Regions from separate parts of the Sus scrofa genome. Here region 1 is linked to region 2. A link is a contact called in public Hi-C data. All regions are on one chromosome and are shown on one strand. Each heading gives the region's core, a stretch centred on a gene start, on an enhancer-like site or on the middle of the called end of the contact. The rest is flanking DNA. Distances are from core to core; before and after follow the strand shown.

What was found. A called contact is a pair of places that touch in the nucleus more often than the background predicts.
Region 1: a Hi-C map of skeletal muscle shows a contact between it and region 2, with 4 times the contacts expected there. The contact joins the enhancer-like site here to the promoter of AXIN2 in region 2. A contact is called at or near these places in 1 of 5 promoter capture datasets (fetal skeletal muscle), 3 of 47 Hi-C or Micro-C datasets (fetal heart ventricle, heart right ventricle and skeletal muscle) and 1 of 2 datasets of contacts at active chromatin or transcription factors (skeletal muscle).

What each region holds. Positions count from the first base shown.
Region 1 is chr12:12,486,886-12,489,761 of Sscrofa11.1, reverse strand. CEP112 (centrosomal protein of 112 kDa) reads left to right here. Exons shown (of 28, transcript XR_002337057.1): 23 at 1,009-1,158. Among named protein-coding and RNA genes, the nearest start is that of AXIN2, 150 kb to the right of the region's middle. Within about 2 kb of position 1,256, at least 15 of the 83 cell types and tissues checked have an H3K27ac peak or open chromatin away from gene starts, as enhancers often do. A contact at or near this core is called in fetal skeletal muscle and skeletal muscle, where this site is marked.
Region 2 is chr12:12,341,810-12,344,509 of Sscrofa11.1, reverse strand. AXIN2 (axin-2) reads left to right here and starts at 1,303. Exons shown (of 11, transcript XM_021066736.1): 1 at 1,303-1,420. The region is part of intron 27 of CEP112 (centrosomal protein of 112 kDa); the gene reads left to right.

The DNA of each region.
Region 1 (2,876 bases), core at 7-2,506, 150 kb before region 2:
TCGCCCTTTTATTCGAAGAAACAACCATTTCCTGCTTTTAAAAGGTCGACACTATTGAATTTGAAAGGAAATGGATACATCCAAACCAAAGGAAGAGCCGTGCTCCCAGTAAACCCACTAACTAAAAAGGTCATCAGAGTTACTTTGAGAACTTGGAGGGAGCCCAGTCATGGGGAGAACCAACTCGCAGACGTAGGGAATACTGCAAGAGTCTCTGAAGTGACTGGTTTGAGCCAAAAATCAAAAAGTTTATGATCCGTTAGGAAGAAAGCAGCCTATGGGGAACTACATCATGATAAACTTCCCTTCAATACCGTAACCTTGTCTAAAAGAAAGACACATCCTAGGTAGTTAAGAGGAGCCAACCAGTACAACAGTCAGTCTGTCTACACAGTTCAGATTCTCCCTGTCTCCTGGTTGGATGTCGATTTCAGCAGTTGGACCTCTTTCTGTGCCTCTGTTTCTCCATTTAGAAGAGCTGGGCAATGATAACGCTTTCTCCCAGGAGTAAATGACAGAGGGACTCAAGTTCTTAGCACAATGCGCAAGCATTAGTAAACACTCCAAAATCATTCTGTAGAATTAGGTAACTGTGAAGAATGAACCCTGTTCATGATTTTCATTGCTTGTTAGAGTTCAAAGTATCATGAAAGGCAGAATAGCTTTTTTCACTCTAATAAGTGTGTTTCTCAGTAACATAAACTCTGACACATTTCATATTTTTGAGATCACAGATGTTCCTTCCTCTGATGAGCAAATACTGTGGAATGTTATAGTGGGAAAGGCTTCCAAGTGTATTTGGTTCAGCAGTTGTTCACCATTCACAGTTTTATTATAGTCTTTTATTGAGTGGAATTTCATGCATTAGAGTGTGTGATACGTTAATTGAAAATATTTAGTTTGTGGACCAGTTTTGCCACATCCCTTCTCTCGTTAAGCATAAATACATATAAAATAGATGCATCTTGCTGAAGAATTTGCAGTTATAGCATGCTGTTTTCATTTTAGATCATAGCAGAACTTCAGACAACCATTTCCTCCCTGAAAGAGGAGAACAGCCGGCAGCAGCTTGCTGCAGAAAGGCGGCTCCAGGATGTTATACAGAAGTTTGAAGATGAGAAGAAGCAGCTGATTAGAGATAATGACCGAGCAATCAAGGTAATCTGAAGACTTCAGTAACCAGTGGTACCAGCTGCTTTAATGTAATTAAAAGGAGGGCTGAAATCCCAGCAGTGGGCAGATGAATGCAGGTATCTGGCTTGTTCACACAGCCTGCAGTAATTCCATTCACTGGACTCCCTACCTTTGATGTATCCAGTGACTCAGGCTGGCTTCCCTCGAAAAGATCACATGCCAGCATAAAAAGTCATTTTTGGCAAGCCCAGTCCATTCACATTGAACAAATATTTGAAAACTACCCTGTCCTTTCTCCTGAGAACCACTTTGGAACTGTCTCTTGAAATTAGAATGACTGTTTTAGCCCAGTACTGCTGGCTAATAAATTCAGAAGTCAGCTTCCAATTTACATTCTATTCTTTGCCCACATCCTTTCATTATGTATTCGCATAATGAGAAATAACCTGTTTGAGGTTTGGAATGCCAACCATTTGATGTGCTTTGACATAGTACAGGAGAGATGTGTTGCTGCTGAGAACCTAGGTTGTTTCCAAATGGCTTCAGAGAATCACACCTTTCATAGCAACAGAAAATTCTCCAGCCCCCCAATTCTTTGGGTGATAGGCAGTTAGATCTCTAAGTAGTTTTTTCTTGGCTTCATAGCAGTGAATATTATTGTAAGTGTCTACATCATGCTGTGTTTTATCTGTGAGGATAAGCATCTGGAAACCTTTATAAATAAGATTTAAAAGAGAACAAAACTTTTTTTAAAGAATCCCCAGCAAAAGATTATTTTTCAGTGATTTTGCTTTGTTACAACAATGCTTGAAGCATGTCGAGTAATCACACAAAGCAAAGACAAATAAAAGAAGCATTTGGGTTTTATCACTGCCTTTTTCTGCCTTATCTCCCCATTTTTCTTTTCTCTAGCCTATTGTAAGCCATCTGAGTAATTTAGGAAAAAGTCAATGTTAATGTAAGTTGCTTTTCATATATACATTTTAAGCCTGGACAACACTGAATGGAATAAAAAAACTTAAGATATGGACAAAACCTTGGAGGCCATTCCTTCCAGCCTCCTCACTTTAGAGGTGAGGATTTATTTTGTTATTAATGACATTTTCCCTATTTTTTTCCGTCTTTGAGTTTTTTCTCCCCTCTACATGTGATGAGACCAAAAAAGACGTTTTCTTTCTATATCCTAGTAATTTAAAAAAATCTTTGCAACTCTTTTCATTTATAAATGGAGAGCAGGTACTCATTGATCTGAATAACTGCTTGGCTTTGCATCGTCTGAGTTGACTGCTTCGTTTAAATTCTTTTGTTACATGAAAATTTCATTTTAAGTGAATTTCTTCGCCACTTGATATCTGACTACCAAGTGGTAGGTAATTTCCAAGTTTCAAATAATTGAATCCCAATGTGTGCAAAAAGGAAAACATTAGTTTATTCCATAACAACATAGTTTCTAGTATTGTTTCTTAAAGATTAAAAAAAAAAAAAAACCTTGAAAGAAATGTAATTAGTGTAAGTGCCTATTTTTTTGCAGTTTTTATTTTATTTTATTTTTTATTGTGTTAATTGCTTTATATATATTTTTTATCATTTATTCATATATATTTTTTCTACTGTACAGCATGGTGACCCAGTTACACTTACATGTATACATTCTTTTTTCTCACATTACATGTTCCATCATAAGTGCCTAGACAGAGTTCCCAGTGCTATACAGCGGGATCCCATTGCTAATCCATCCCGAA
Region 2 (2,700 bases), core at 54-2,553:
GGGTGCTGACTCTGCTTGCTCTTTTCCCATGAAACCTAAACAGACCGAGAAAACACATTTCTTGTATGCTTTATAGATCCGAAGGTTAATGACAGATTAGAGACGCTGCTGCATTTAAAAGCGTTTGTTATCCATTCAGTCCACTAAGAAAGTAAATGAAGAAAAAGTGAGCAGAGTTGGAGGGGCAAGGCCTCCCACAGCTCTGATGATGCCAGGCTCTTGAACAGATTTGGTCTATACCTTTATGATTCTTAGAAAGAGGAAAAGTCAATTATTAGCTCATCCTATGAGAGATCATTCCTCGGCAACCAATGTTCTGGGTTTGTGGCATATTTTCTTATTACTTTAAGTGAGAAGGTTGTAACTCCTAAACATTATTGGGGAATGTTGGGAAGGATTCGAGGGTGACAGTGGGGTGAGGCGTTTTCAGTGCATTAAAACTGAGAGGGGATGGGGAAAAAGGCATTCCATATCTGTTTAATGTGTAACATATGGGAGGATGGGGGATGCTTCCAAGAGAGTGTTGTGTATGAGGCTGATACAGAAAGATAGTCCAAGTGTGTGGGGGAGGCTTCTGATGGCCAGGTTGGGAAGCTGGGGTTAAGTCTTCAGGGAATTGAGGAGCGCTTCCTAAGGAGGTGTCAGGGCCCATCTGCAGCACTCAGGCCTATGCTGGCAGATTCACGCCCCCATCCTCAGACATCCACACACGGGCCCACCTTGATCCTAACTCACACTCAGATACGGGCGCGCACAAGCACGTACATTTGGCCATCCCCTCCCAGGACCAGCACTTTTACAAGACTCTTCCAGCCCAATTCCCCGGGAAAGTTGAATAGAGGTAGAAAAGTGTTTGATGACCGAGAAAAAAAATTTTTTTTTTTTTTTTTTTTTTTTTTTTTTTCCTGCTTGCAGTTCTTGCCATGGCCAGAATGCTACAATAAACTGTTGCTTTCCAGAGTAGGGGATGACGGTGGGGTGGGGGGGGAGGCGGGGGGAGGGAGCTCGAGCAAAAAGGCCAGAGAACTTGGAAGGCCGAATCAGAACTCGGGCTGAGAGCGCCCCGGTGGCCGCGGGGGCCTGGAAGGGGGCGGAGGAGGGCCGGGGAAGGGCTCACGCCAGAGCTGAGCTTGCTGCGGGGGCGGGCCGGGCCGGGCCGGGGCGGCGCCCGGCGCTGTCCCTTTAAGGCGGGCGGCGCGGGCCGGCCGAGCGCGGCTGTGATTGGCGCGGCGGGATCACTGGCTCCCCCAAGCCCGGCCCGGGGGAGTCGGCTGGAGCCGGCTGCGCTTTGATAAGGTCCTGGCAACTCAGTAACAACCCGAGCGCCGGGAAATAAAAATAACCCTTCTTAGCTATGGATTTTGGGGCCGCCCGGCGTCGGAGGCGCCTGTCTACCCAGCCGAAAGCTTTGCTGTAAAAGGTGGGGGGTGGAGGCGCGGCCCCAGCAGAGCCGCTTCAAAGAGAGCCCCCCTGGGGCCGGGGGCGAGGTCGCGCCCAGCCGCGTCGCGGGCGCCAGGGGCTGGAAGGGGTCCAGCCCAACAGAGACCCGGCCAGGAGGGGGGCAGCGAGCCGGACGGCCCCGAGGAGGGGCGGTGGGGGCGCGGGGGGCCGGTCGGGGCGCGGCCGGCGCGTACCTCCCTTTCAGGACCGTGCGCTCGGCTCGCGCCTTTGAAGTGCACAGTTAAATCCACAGCGCAGTTTTTGTTGGAAGCGCCCGGAGGACATTTGGTGCGCGGAGTGACTGCTGGAAACAGGACCTGTGTTGAAAGCCGGGCCGGGCGGGGGCCGGAGGGGCCGGGGGCGGCCGCGGCGGGGGCGGAGGCCCACTCGGATCTTTTGCATAAAAGGGGCGGTGGGGCGCGCCGCTCCCCCCTCCTCGCCGGTGGATCTCGCTCTAATCCCAGGATTGTTGTTTCCCCGCACTCCCTTCCCTGCCGCGCGACTCCCCATGTTCCCCGACGCCGGGACTGGCCCGGGGGGGCCCGGGGCTGCCACTGCGAGCCGATCCGGGGGCCAGGGCCGGGGCCCTGCCCGGGGCGCCTGCGAGGTCTTGCCGCTGAGCGCGCGCGCGGATCAATGGTGAGTGCCGAGGCCGCGGCTGCGGGGCGGTCCGCGCGCTTTGATGTTCCCGGCGGCCCTTTGAAGTTGGCCGGCCGGCTATTTCGGGGCGCGCTCCGGGCGGGCGCGGAGAGGAGCGGCGGGCCAGGCGCCCAGCGCTCCGGGGGGCTTGGCTGGGCCGCCCTGCGCGCCCAAGCCCCCTCCCCAGAGTGGTGGCCGGGATGGCGGGGGCCCAGGGGGAGAGACTTCTGCAAGTGGCTGCTGCGGCGGGGGCGGAGAGGGGGTAGATTACCCCCTCCCCCTGGGAGTTGCATCGCTGTGGTTGTTATGGATGTGAGTCGGGGTGTGAGTGTGCGCTGGAGTGCCTTTGGAAGGTGGGATGAAAGGGTGGCGGCGCCCCCCGCTTGCCCTCCCCTCCGCCCCTTTCTCCCCCCACCTCTCCCCCCTCCCCATCCTCCCCTCCCGCCTCTCTCTCCTCCCCTCCCAGCCACTGGTCCGCGCTTAGGGGCCCTGAGCGCTGGCCGAGGCTCAGTCTGCGCGCTGGAGCGGCCCGAGCCCCGGGCGCCCGCGTCCCCCGCGTCCCTCCTCCCGCCCGGGCCCCGCGCCCCCGGCTGCCCCTGCCCCTTTTGCGGAGAGGCAGAG